2 separate regions of the Zea mays genome follow, and region 2 is linked to region 1. A link is a contact called in public Hi-C data. All regions are on one chromosome and are shown on one strand. The core of a region is the stretch at or near the end of the contact, and the rest is flanking DNA. Distances in the headings are between cores, read along the strand shown. Region 1 holds the start of LOC100382483 (Polynucleotide adenylyltransferase family protein). Region 2 holds the start of LOC100278846 (Protein AUXIN SIGNALING F-BOX 3).

Region 1 (6,708 bases), core at 3,102-5,601:
AATATCCGTTCAAATTTATATAACACTAATTGCAACATTGATTGATTATAATTATAGGAGCTAAGAGATTGATGAACATTAAAAATAATGATCTGTCAAATTCTTAGTGAAAATGACGAAATGTTCTGCTCTGCAGAGTGGGACAGAGAGCAAGAAGAGAATAAATATAAGTTTCTATTTCATCTTTACAGCATGTCAATTGAAGATTTTAAGTTCCTTTCAATCTACATAACAGCAGTAAACAAGTGCCAAAATAAAACTCACAAGTAGCATATTAGTTCCTTTATCCTTCCTCTTAAAACGAGTCGAAGAGAAATATGCTGCCTGTACAGGCCGTCAAATCATTTAGTCAGCAAAACTCTACAAATACTTGATTTTCAAAATATGTTTATTTTCCTGGCCATGGGTTTACCTGAAAGGGCAACAAATGTTCAAGGAGGCCAAACCTCCACAACAACCTCAAAGAAGCTTCAGCTGAACCATAAGCAAGCATATAGTTCATCTCCATGAGTATCCTTGCCTGTAAAAATTGCATGTAAATAAATCAAAGAGGCAAACATACAAGCTACTTCATGTGGTTCTTTTAGAGAAGCAGAACCCATTGATATAATGAAACCACATTGTCCATGTCAGAAACAGACCTTATCAAGTCTTGCCACTGAGCAAGCAAGTGTTCTCACATAATAAGCTGTTTCTTTGGGGAAGCTGAACCCTAAACGAGCTGCAATTCTGATTGCACGTAGAATACGGGCTGTTAATTACATGATCACATTAATCACAACGATCACACACAAAAAGTAGAACTATAATAAAAGAAATAGTTAACTTCAGATACTGACCACAGTCCTCCTGAAACGAAGTGCCAGCAGGAATTACAGTACGGACCTATTAAAGGAAGAAAACTGCAAAATGAGCGCAAAAAAAGAATGTTCAATAGGTGCAAATATCAAACAAATAAGTACCACAGACCTTAGCTTTCTTAATATCTTCAATGCCTCCCAAGTAATCATAGATCTTTTCTGAATATGGGTTAAACATTAACCTGCAAATCTCCAAGAAAAAAATTACAAACTGCAATATGGTATCCATAATATTTGAAAGTACAGAAGTACTAACCCATTAATTGTGAAGTCCCTCCTTTGGCAGTTCTTCCAGCGAACAAAATCATTCTTGCTACAATTTTGGCTCTTTGAATTGTAAATCTGGCTACCACTTGATCCCCTTGCACAAGTATTAAAACTTGACACCTGCAAATAAGAAGGAATTAAGATATATCTTGCTAGTTGCCCACTCCAGCGAAAGGGCCTCTAGCGTAATGGTTAAGGCTTCCGGGTTACGTCCTGCACGTCACCCTCCGGTAGGGCCGTTGCAGAGTGGGCGGTGACGGCCCGCTAGTGATACGGGGCTAGGGTTCGGAGATTTTCTCGGCCGGGACCATGTTTCGGTCTCTTCTTAAAATAATACCGGGAGGATGGTCTTTCCCTCCCCGGCCGAGTTTTTTTAGTTGCCCACTCCAGTGCAAAACAGAATTTTGATTCAGCAAATGCCAACAACAAAGTGTGCAGTTTGGCAAGATTAAGCTAATGACTATAGATATGTGTTGTGCAGAGGGTGCTAAATTTACAATCGGTAAAAAGTTGCACGAACCTCAACGATGGAATTGTTCTCATGTACATGACATATGGGAAAACGCCTTCCTACTATAACAGCTGATCCTAAGAAAGTGTCTTTCACCTGCAGAGTTTAAGATAATAATAATTTTAATTGGCACGAAAACATTGTATAAGCAATATATTCTCTGGCATCTCAACTAACAATTCTGAACATGAAAACTTAACAAACAGAATGAATCAATCACCATCTGCGCTGAATTATGCAAAATGTATTTCTTTTACCCAACATATTGATATTGAAATAAACGAAGAAGCATTGCACAAGTAGGGGAAATTTAAACAAGCATACACACTGGCAATTTTTTTGGCACTGGTACATATGCCATAAACTGATAGAAATGTCTATTCTACAGAAGGCCACATCCAATCATCTCTTTTCAGTTTTCACATAGAATCATCCATATAAAACATATGTTTGACAAGATTAAAATTATTTATGTCAATTTTTCGACTCCCAAAATGATGTCACATAGAAGCTGGAGAATGCAAAATTGATGATTCACGAATATCTCACACCTTTGTAAAATATTCAGGATTGTCTGATATGAATGATTTGTCACTGCCATCAAAAGGCAACATAAGAATACACTGAAATCTATAAAGAACAAAAGTTTAAGTAAACCAAGATCATTGTTTCCAAGCAAGACATCCTCACATCATACAGGATCACTTTTACACAGAGTAACCTTAAAATGGCTAGGCTCTGTTCAGTGTGTACTTGTGTACGATTGAAAAACTTGAATATAAAGTTACCAAGCAGTCTCACTGCATTTCGTACAAACAGGCTTGAGGTTATTAGCTGCACATCAACAGTACATTTCAAAACAACAACATAACCATACTTCAATGTACACTTTGGATATTACGTGTTTATACAATACACATAATCAAAGTACATTAGTCAGTTGCATGTGCATTGCCACGGTTCATATATATCATATGAGTAGACTTTGTTTTAATAAGACACAAAAATATGTGTGTTCTATTGGTTAGGTGGTTGTGAATGTGAAGCTAACAACCAAGGTTCAAACCCCCATTTATGCATAATTTTACTTTATTTTTGCATTAAACGGGAAGGGTGACTCAGGACGACCCTTGAAATTGGTGCTTTAATATAGTAGATTTAAAAACTGAAATTTTACACCCAATACATTGAAAGTAACTCTGTCAGTTATAACCAGCAAATTAGTCACGTCATAGTTCTTTAGCAACAAAGTAGTACCTGCTATTTGCAAAACTATGACAGCAAACTTAAAATATCTACGCGTTTCAGTGAAAGAATAGCTCCATCACATGATGCCTCAAAACTTGAGTAGACCTTCATTCCAGTAATACCGCTACATCATGATCACATCATTGTTAATTTGAGTTATAACCTGCCTAAGATCAGCTGTTGTTATTATGTCGAAATCCTTTGGCGTCTTTTTCATTATGAGATCTCGAACACAACCACCAACAAGGTACACATCATATCCTGCCAAAAAAAGTGAAACATATCAACCAAGCAAGTAATGCAATGAACCAGCAACAACTGGGTGGTAATGGGATCTAAATTTTACGCTATAAAATTTAAGGATCAGATCGTATTTGGATCAGGCTGTATTTCTATTTATTTTTGAGCTAAAATTAATTAAGGGCTCGAACGAATCGTGAAGAAACATTTGGATCGTGATCCATTACCACCCCTAGCAACAACAAAGGATACTCAAGCACCTAATTAACAGATGGAGAAAAGTACAATGGAATTGAAATCACATTCATATCTGATTAGCTATATTAATCGACTACTAGTACCGAACAGGATACAAATATGGTTTTGCATTTTTCATATCCAATTAACCGTTTCTCCTCTAGTCACATTTATATCTTCACAAAACAAAGTATGCCTTACATCTTTCATTCTGAAATATGATTTTATCCAAACTACTCAAATTTATTCAAATAAAAAATAGATGGATTCTGTTGCAGTATAGATAAAAGATAGTTTCAATTCTAATTAAGTAAAATGCAACTATTATATTTGCTTTATATGAGGCTGAGTTGAGTATTAAATCCTGTCTGCATTTGTTCTGACATTTGACCTGTAACTAAGTACTCGATCCACTAGTTCAGTCGCAGGACACCGGACTGAAATCCAACCTCAGCAGTGGCATTTCAGGATTTGGCAGGACAACAAAGCAAACACTAGCAGGGACATTGGGGTGGAGGACGCACCTCTGCTGCGGAGGCGGTGTAGTACGTTCCAGGCCTCGGGGGGGATCATGGACTCCTTGATCCCGAACCTCTTGGCACTGATCTTCTTCCACTCCAGCCCCTCCATCCCCTCCGCTCCCGGCCCACCTGCAGAGAATGCTCAGCGCCCACCAGGTAAAGAAAAGCAAAACCCTTGGGGCTAGCATTTCGCCGTCACGTCACCACTGGACCAACAGCAAGAACGGAGGGGAGACTTACTGTCGGATGTAGGGGCGGTAGATGGGGTGGAGGAGTCGGAGGGCGAGGGCGAAGGGGACGGTGCGCGGCGGCGGCGCCGTGGGGAGGCGAGCGCGGCGAGTGGGGATGGTGCAAGGCGGCCGGGCCTCGTGAGCGATCCGAGCCACCGCAGATCCGGGGAGCGCAGGGCCATCGCGACCGGGACGGCGCGGCGGCGGGAGGCGAGAGCGGGGTGAAGCGCAGCAGCGGGCAGGCGAGCGGCGGAGGAGGGTGGATAGGCTGACGGCGGCGAATATGCCCATTATGCCAGATCCTCTTCGTTCCATTCGTTGCCTCTATCGGTGGGCTTCTTTGTGGCCCATGGGCCGTAGGGTTTTAGAGTTCGTACCATGAATCTACCCATATATGGTAGTGGGCTTTTGATTGATGGGCCATTGTTGATAAAAGTGGTTCTATTTTGAATTTTTGATATACTGAGCTATGGAATCTAGTTAATTAATCAGAAAAATGTTTACTTTGCATTGCTGCATAAATAATAATATATGATTATTTTTTAATAAAACATCATAATTAATGCCGAACAGAGTCCTAGTTCAGCCGAATGCTTCTCTCGTTCTTAACATTGAGGTGCCACTGAATTTACATGCAACACACCTGCAGCATTTTGGCTGACAGTGTATGATAGAACTAGAGACTTATTACACCTAGATTATGCATTGCATTAATGCTTATCAAATTAATCCAATCATATACTCAATGTGTAACACATCCATACTTGATGGACTTCCAGATAAAGGAACAATGAATCCGAATAAAGCCTTCTTTTGCTCCATCAGCAGAAAACATTTTTCACTTGTCAAATTTATTTGTCAGATCAATGTCGAGAAGATCCTAAGTCCAACATAGAAGTGTGATCTCTAGTAGTATATCAGTGTGCAATCCTGCAAACTGGCAGCATGGATCTTTATATCCTCATCCAATGGCTACAAATGGAGGTGGAAAACTTCTGCGAAAGAAGCTCAAAGGGTCTGTTTGGTTCAGCTTTTTTCTGACCAGCTTTTCCGAGAATCTAGCTGTGAGAAGAATCTGGCTGTGTAGAGAATCTAAGTATCATTAGGATTACGTGCGGAGAAGATAAAGTTGTCCATGGGGCTCAGGATCTATAAAGTGACGGATTACTACTATTGCAACGACTCAACCTGTCGGCGTTTCGACCCCGGGGGGTCCCTGGACCGACGAGTAAATTGTCGCCGCGTGTCCCAGCCCAGATGGGTCGGCGCGAGACGGAGCACGAAGGGGGGAAAGGAGACAGGCAAAAGGGGAACCCTGCGGCCTTCGTATTGTCCTGCGCCCAGGTCGGGTGCGCTTGCAGTAGGGGGTTACAAGCGTCCGCGTGAGAGAGAGCGAGGGACTTACGCGTCGGCCCGATCTCCCGCGCGGCCAACCTTTCCGTACGAGAGCCCTGGACCTTACTTTTATAGGCATAAGGAGAGGGCCTAGGTGTACAATGGGGGATGTAGCAGTGTGCTAACGTGTCTAGCAGAGAGGAGCTAGAGCCCTAAGTACATGCCGTCGTGGCAGCCGGAGAGGTTTTGGCACCCTGTTCATATGATGTCGTGGCCGTCGGAGGAGCGCTGGAGCCTTGCTGAAGGACAGCTGTCGGGGCTGTCGAGTCCTTGCTGACGTCTCCTTGCTTCCGTAAGGGGCTGAGAGCCGTCGTCGTCATGGAGCACGCGGGGCGCCATCATTATTTGTTTACCGGGGCGAGCCAGATGGGACGCGGGTCTTGTTCCCCGTAGCCTGAGCTAGCTAGGGGTAGGGTAATGATGGTCCCCCCTGTGACGTGGTCGGTCCGAGCCCTGGGTCGGGCGAGGCGGAGGCTCCTCCGAGGTCGAGGTCGAGTCTGTCTTCCGAGGTCGAGGTTGAGTCCGAGCCCTGGGTCGGGCGAGGCGGAGACCGTCGTCCGAGGCCAAGGCTGAGTCCGAGCCCTGGGGTCGGGTGAGGCGGAGTTCGTCGTCTTCTGGAGCCGAGGCTGAGTCCGAGCCCTGGGGTCGGGCGAGGCGGAGTTCGTCGTCTTCCGGAGCCGAGGCTGAGTCCGAGCCCTAGGGTCGGGCGAGGCGGAGTTCGTCGTCCGAGGCCGAGACGAGGGCCGAGCCCTGGGGTCGGACGAGGCAGAGCTTCCTATGGCGCCCAAGGCCGGACTTGGCTGCTGTCAGCCTCACTCTGTCGAGTGGCACAGCAGTCGGAGCGACGCAGGCGGCGCTGTCTTCTTGTCAGGTCGGTCAGTGGAGCGGCGAAGTGACTGCGGTCACTTCGGCTCTGCCGACTGAAGAGCGCGCGTCAGGATAAGGTGTCAGGCCATCCTTGCATTAAATGCTCCTGCGATATGGTCGGTTGGCGTGGCGATCTGGCCAAGGTTGCTTCTCTGCGAAGACTGGGCCTCGGGCGAGCCGAAGGTGTGTCCGTTGCTTGAGGGGGCCCTCGGGCGAGACGTGAATCCTCCGGGGTCGGCTGGCTTTGCCCGAGGCTGGGCTCGGGCGAGGCGGGATCGTGTCCCTCGAGTGGACTGAGCCTTGACCTTAATTGCGCCCATCAGGCCTTTGCA
Region 2 (6,708 bases), core at 2,834-5,333, 420 kb before region 1:
ATGTTGCTTCTCAATATAATGAGCAACAGGGGCCTAGAGATACTAGTTCGCATGTTCTGGAGCATGTATTAGAAAATGCAATATTCAACAAGTTACTAAGCGCAAAACAAAAGAATTAAGTTCAAACAGCAATGGACTAGCAGAAGATCAAACAAATTGATAAGCAGGCAAATGATACTTCCAGATAAAAAGGTGGATAAAAGAGAAGTATCACCTCTCAAGGTGGGAAGATATAAGGGTAGTCGCGGCTAGCTCTGTAGGATCTTAACAAAATTTGGTGCATCATCCCTCGCTCCAGCAGTTGTGCGGTAAACATATAACTTGTCCACTTTAGAGAGGTCTCCATGGTTCTCCATTTCACTACTTCCATCTAGTTCATTCATGATCTCCACATTGAGCATCGGCATCTTCGATGCAAGGACCTGGCACCCCTTTAATGTGACATTGCATGAAGACATCCAAAGGGATCGCATTGTCTCATACTTGGCAACATTTCCCAAGAGTGCAACATCGCCAAATGGACTGTCTCTGATCTCAAGCTTCCTCAGATTCTTGCACCCGTTCATCACGTCCATCATCCCCTTATCACTATCTCCAGCAAATGCTATAGAAAGCATTTCGAGGTATTTTGCATGTTTTCCAATATACATGAAAACCTTGTCTGTGAGAAGACCTGATATTGACAGACGTCTTAGCCCTTTGCATTCACGGACAATCGCACCAAAACCTTCATCTAACGGCTGGCCTGTCATGGCATCTGGCTTCTTTGGCTCAAGGATACAGAGTCTAAATCTGATGAAATTTGGGCAGTTATTAGCTACAGTAATTAGCGCTTCATTGGTCATCTGGTGACAGAAATACAGCAAAGAGGTCAGTTTTGGGCAGCCTGACGATATTGCAACAAGTCCCTCCTCTGTCACTGCAGAAGCACCAGGAACATAAAATTCTGATGGAAACACCCTGAGTTCTTGTAGGTCCTTGCAACTGGAGGCCACCACTTGCAAACCCTTATCTGAAATGCAATCCAGTACCTGTGGAGGATCAAATTCATTATGTGGTTCTCTCAACGTACAGAAATATCAAGCCAACACAAAGAGAAGGGAACTCACCCAGAGACGCTGGAGTTTCACACAGCGGCTGACCATTTTAGCTAGATCAGAATAATCCAGTGTGGGAGTATAACTCAAGTTTAGGCCTGTTAGTTGATGACAGAGGGGATAGATATACGGAACACAAATAGGAGAAGCATCCCAAAATCCAGACAGACTTCTCAGCTTTTTGCATTTCTCCAGAGCACTAGTAAGCCTGGAATAGGACTCAGCTTGGAACTCATCTGTCAGATTACCTGTCCCCAAGTCTTCCAAATTTGGGGCTCGCAATAGTATCTTTGAGAGTGTGTCTACTGAAACAGAACGATTCAACCTCAAACTGCGTAGATTTGGAGACCTAGCAACAAGTCTCTCCAACGCACCAGAATTCACCTCCCCTTTGATGCAAGCGAAATTCAAGGAGACCAGCGAAGTGCAGGAATCAGGGAAGGAAAGCCATCTGGGCCCACGGTCCTCCACATCATTTTCCTGCAAATCTAACTCCCTCAGGAGCCTAGATAACAGATAGAAGAAAAAAAGCAGAGTCAACACGTTAACCATGAAATACCATGTAACAACAAAAACTTGACGGATTCAGCTAAAAGCATTCAACTACTACTGATATTACTAATGATAATAATTTGTTGAATAACTGCATGCGAATTTGCATCCAGTCCTAGAAAAGTCATATGCAGTACAGCCACAACACAACCACTTAACTATATGCAATATGGCTAAAACTGTATTAATTCATCAAACTGAATTAAATTATAGAAGTCATACAGCAAAAAATGGTAAAATATCTAAAGAGCAAATGCAAGAACAGATCAAATACCACTTGAATAAAATGGTTCATCACAGTTCAGCTCATTAAGGGAGCATGAGCAGGACAATGCATGACTTGAACAGTTGTAAAATGGAATGAAAACACAATCAGAAGATAAGCTTATAGAAAACTAACAAGCAATGGCACCTAACTGATAAGCATTAGAGAAAATAAAAGAAAGCACAAAAGTGTACTGTTCTAGTTCCCTATACGAAGAAGTAACTGCGTACAACATTGTTAAGGAAGTAAACTGTGACGCTCTTAAAGAAACAAAATTTTCAAGGCGTGATCATTTGCAATAGCTGCTTAAGGACTAAATAATGACATATCAAAAGGTAATTGCATACAACGTTGCCAAGGAAATAATTTTTGATTAATTTTATTAGAAAAAAAGAGTGAACTTCGATATTCTTGGCAAAGTCATTTGCAATGACTTGCAAAAGCTGCTTAAGGACTAAATAGTGGCATCAGTACGTCCTTAAAAAGGTTACGATGCAGATCAGGAAAGGCAAAATGATGCACTTAACAAAAAAGCCATAGAAAACTCTAATAAGGTACTAGCATTTGGAAAACTCACTTGCAGTGACTCGCAATAGCAGCTAGACCATCGGTGCTAAACCCCTCGCAGCTGATAAGGACAAGGACTTTGAATCTCAGGAATGACCGAGCTAGCAGCTCAAGGTTCTCATCAAACACAACCATCCGCTTCATGCGCAACTCCTCGAGACCAACACAGCTCCTTGCTGCTGCATCAATCCATGGCCCTGCGTAGCCACCCCAATCAGGCGGCACAAGGTTGAAGTCTGCAAAGTGAGGCTTCCCCTTCACCGTGAGGGCCTTTATATTGGGGAACCGCAGCACCACACGCTCAGGGCGCACAGCGTAGCAGTTCCCTACGAACACCGCTCGTCGGCTCAGCCTCTCGACCTCATACCACACCTTGCACACAAGGGAGACCGTGTTCCGGTCGCTGTGCGATGGCAAGAAGCTGAAGATGTGCTCTACCACCTCCTCGGGGAAGTAGGTCATGGCGCCTTCCCCCAAGAGGACCTTGTTACTAGGACCACAGGAACTGGATCTGACCCCTTCCAGCCTCTAGGTATCTAAGATAGACCTAGAAGTCAACAAGAGCAAGAGCACGAATGTGATCCGCTCCTTTCCAGCTTCAGGTTTACTCAACTCAGGACAAGATATCAACAACAACTAGAAGCACGTCATCTCGTGCTAAAAATTTTTGATCAGACACCGAAAAGGATGTAATGACAGTCAAACCGCGGAAAGCAATGTCATTCAGTAAGGTCAACTGGGCAAGGAGACCAAGTGACTTTCAGATCTGCAGGCAACGCTGCTTCAGACAGTAGCAGAATCCGCCATACATGCCCGATTTGGCCATGAGACGCTCCATCTACTCGAAATGAGGCGAAGATAGTGACCACCACCCGATCTCTCCACCGAAACCTGCAGAGAGAGATTGGGTAGCCTTCAGCTCCTGCCAACTGCAGGCAACTGCAAGGAAATGGAAACAGACGCCCGAGGGGGCAAAAAATGCGACAGCCTACCTCGCTCAGATCCGCGCCGCCGGACCGCCAGATCTAACCCATGAACGTCTCGCCTACTCGCGGCCGCCTCCTTCCTTCCCACCAAAACCCCGTTAAAAAAAACTCTCCCTCTGGCGACCGAAAATCACTCGCCGCTGTCGCCGTCGCCGCGCCTCCCGGACCAAGTACCCGTCCTGCCTCTGAAGGCGTTCCCCGAAAGGGGAACAGAGCGGGGGTAAATCCCAGGCAACCGCCAAGCGGGAAGCGCCAGGAGGAGGAGGTAACGCGGCGGGGAAGTCCGGAAGTGGCCGGCAGCGGGGAGGAGGGGCGGACGGTGGAGGGGCAGCAGCCGGAGGAGAGGGAGCTGGAGGAGGGACGGGGAAGGGGATGGGGCGAGAGAGACTAGAGTGAGGATATGCTTCTCTCTCTTTCAGGAACGGGAAAGCAGGAAGCGGCAGGCAGGTGAAGTGAGAAGTGGTGAACCGGCTGAGCCGGTCGGCGGTCTGGTCGGACCGGTGGCGCGGGTCGGGATGCGACCCGGGCGGGCGCATGTGTCCCTATCCACCGCTTCCGGATAAGAAGTGAGGGTGTCAGAAAAAGGGCACAAATTGCTAAGCGCACACACAAGTGGTCCCCATCTGTGCTTGGCGGCTATACACCTCTTATTTCTTTTTTCATCGTAGATTGAGTAATGTCTCGGCTTTTAACTCTTTTAACTCTGATATACCATGTTTTCATCATTTATTTGACATTGTATGTTTATCTTTGTTTTCCCTCCATGATAGAATTGTATTCTATGTGATATATAATTTTTGATAAGTAAACGTATTATATCTTCTACAGCTAGAAATCCAGTTCATCAATAACTTAACAAAAAAAATTAAAAAAAGTTAATTTTTCAATAAAATGTTGTTCGTAGGGTTTTTTATTAGTCGAGTCACAAACTTACGAGATCACTATATATGTAATATTTATTAATAAATGTTGAAGTATCTTGATTGTAATAAACAATAGGTGAAATGTGGTATATAAGAAATTATGTGTCTAAAAATAATAATCTTTTTAAAATGATCAACAAACTGATTCCCGACACGTAAATATTTAAGAAACCAATAGCACACATGGATAGGGCTGGAAACGAGCCGAATCGAGCTCGGCTTGGTGACTGAACGAGCTCGGCTCGGCTCGTCCATTTCACGAGCTGGCGAAAGAGGCTCGGCTCGGCTCGACCTTGGCTCGCGAGCTGGCTCGGCTCGGCTCGCGAGCTGGCTCGGCTCGGCTCGCGAGCCATATTCTGGTACTTATCGTTGCATTATTTGGTGAATTAACATTATATATTCATTATCAAAGACTAAAAAATGATCTATTATCCATAAAATTATCTAATATTCATTATTATTCCATAAATTGATCATTTTTGCAAGGCTCGCGAGCCGGCTCGCGAGCTGGCTCGGTTCGGCTCGCTGAAAAAACGATTTCGAAGAAAAGGCTCGGCTCGGCTCGTTCGAGGCTCGCGAGCCGCTCCGAGCCGAGCCGCACCGAGCTCGAGCCGGCTCGCGAGCCTCGAGCTAATTTTTCAGCCCTACACATGGACCAAGACGAGCTACTGCAGCGCGATGATTGCAAGGCACTGCATGGCACCATGTATAGGAGTACAATCGATCGCCGATCGGTGCCCCCAAGTAATTAAGAGCCCACAGGAAAGCAAAAGCAAGGGTCCTGTCATGTCCTGCGCCTGTGCTCGCGCGGCGTGGTGATCTGCAACTTGCGATGGCACATTGGCACACGCAGGACTAGTACGTACCGCAGTCCGCAGGTGCATACGGAGAATGTACGACCAGTCTACTGCGTGCGTCCATCCATCCGTCCGTCTCTCAGCACAGCAGCAGCATTCAAGCAAGCTGCACCTAAAACATTAATATTAAAAATCGTTAATTAATGATTAGATGGCGGATGGACGGACGGACGGACAGGGCAAATGTGACCTCAGCCTCTGCCAAATCCATCAGTCTTTTTTCCAGCATCAGCTTCCACCAGCACCAGTTTTTTTTTCCCTCTTTTCTTTAGAGCTAGTCTGAGAACCCTAATTCCTAAATAATTTCTATTTTTCTATAGAAAAATAAACTAATTTCTTTTAGAAAAATCAAAATTCTTTAGAAAATTGGGGTTCCTAAACTAATCCTTAACCATCTCGACTGCTCGCTGTGCTGTTTTTCTGAACGAGAGGGTACACATGACCTGGCCGCCATCGCTCACTCGAAATCGACCGTCCATGGGTTTGAATTTCGGATGGCATCCAGTTTTCTCATGGAAAAGGTACACATGACCACCTGTTAGACTTTATTCAGTTATTCCCAGTACATATGTATTGAATGGTATTAGAAAAAATTAAGAATAAGTTTGACTTGTTTGAGATTCAAACTCATCTAATCCTACTCAATACATATAAATTGAGAGCTAATCGAACAAGTTCTTACGTGGCGTGAGTCTGGTCTTTGTTATTAGACGAACAGGTTTCCCCGCTCTATTACACACACAAAAAGATTAAAAAACATCAAAGCGTATATGCACGTCCGCTAAAACTGAGAACTAATGGTTGTTCACATTACAGTTAGGCTAATCACAGTGAGGATTTCATGTCCCTGTTTCTAAAAATGCCACATCAATTTTATGGATGTATGAAACACCCTCTCTCAATAGAGAGTTTCATCTCACTATTTCATATGTCAACATACTTCTTAAATATTGCATATAAATAACCAATAGGATTTACTCAATTATATGAAGGTGAAACAAAACACTCTCAGTGGGGGTTTCACACAGTTTCCAAGACCTTGGAAACAAGTTAAGGCTTTGTTCGGTTATTCCCAACACACATGGATTGGATGGGATTGAAAAAAAATGAGAAGAAGTTTGACTTGTTTGGGATTCAAACCCATGCAATCCCACTCAATCCACATGGATTGAGAGCTAACCGAACAAGCCCTAACATGGTTTCATCTCCATGAAACTCCATGAAACTCTTCCTTCTTAAATGATGTGACATGTCATCAAAATAGCTGATGTGGCAGACTAATTAATACATGAAACATCTCATAAAACCTCCATTGTGATTAGTCTTAGCTACTCTCTCTCTCTCTCTCTCAACGTCAGGCAACTGACTCTCAGAACTTGCGGCGCGGGTCTGTCTCAAAGTTTGGGTGGGTATTCAATCGACCCAAACCTAAGTTGTCTCTCCTGGTACCTTCCGAGCAGG

What was found. Hi-C and Micro-C count contacts between places; a contact is called where the count stands out from the background.
Region 2: a Hi-C map of leaf shows a contact between it and region 1, with 10 times the contacts expected there. The contact joins the promoter of LOC100278846 here to the promoter of LOC100382483 in region 1. A contact is called at or near these places in 2 of 25 Hi-C or Micro-C datasets (bundle sheath and leaf).

The regions. Positions count from the first base shown.
Region 1 is chr2:66,873,919-66,880,626 of Zm-B73-REFERENCE-NAM-5.0, reverse strand. LOC100382483 (Polynucleotide adenylyltransferase family protein) reads right to left here and starts at 4,351. Exons shown (of 13, transcript NM_001175222.1): 1 at 4,125-4,351; 2 at 3,888-4,013; 3 at 3,050-3,147; 4 at 1,648-1,734; 5 at 1,117-1,247; 6 at 970-1,042; 7 at 840-885; 8 at 642-751; 9 at 413-520; 10 at 265-324. The coding sequence starts at 4,296.
Region 2 is chr2:67,294,378-67,301,085 of Zm-B73-REFERENCE-NAM-5.0, reverse strand. LOC100278846 (Protein AUXIN SIGNALING F-BOX 3) reads right to left here and starts at 4,083. Exons shown (of 5, transcript XM_008671272.3): 1 at 3,474-4,083; 2 at 2,492-3,372; 3 at 1,110-1,602; 4 at 215-1,031. The coding sequence starts at 2,943. The coding sequence ends at 249.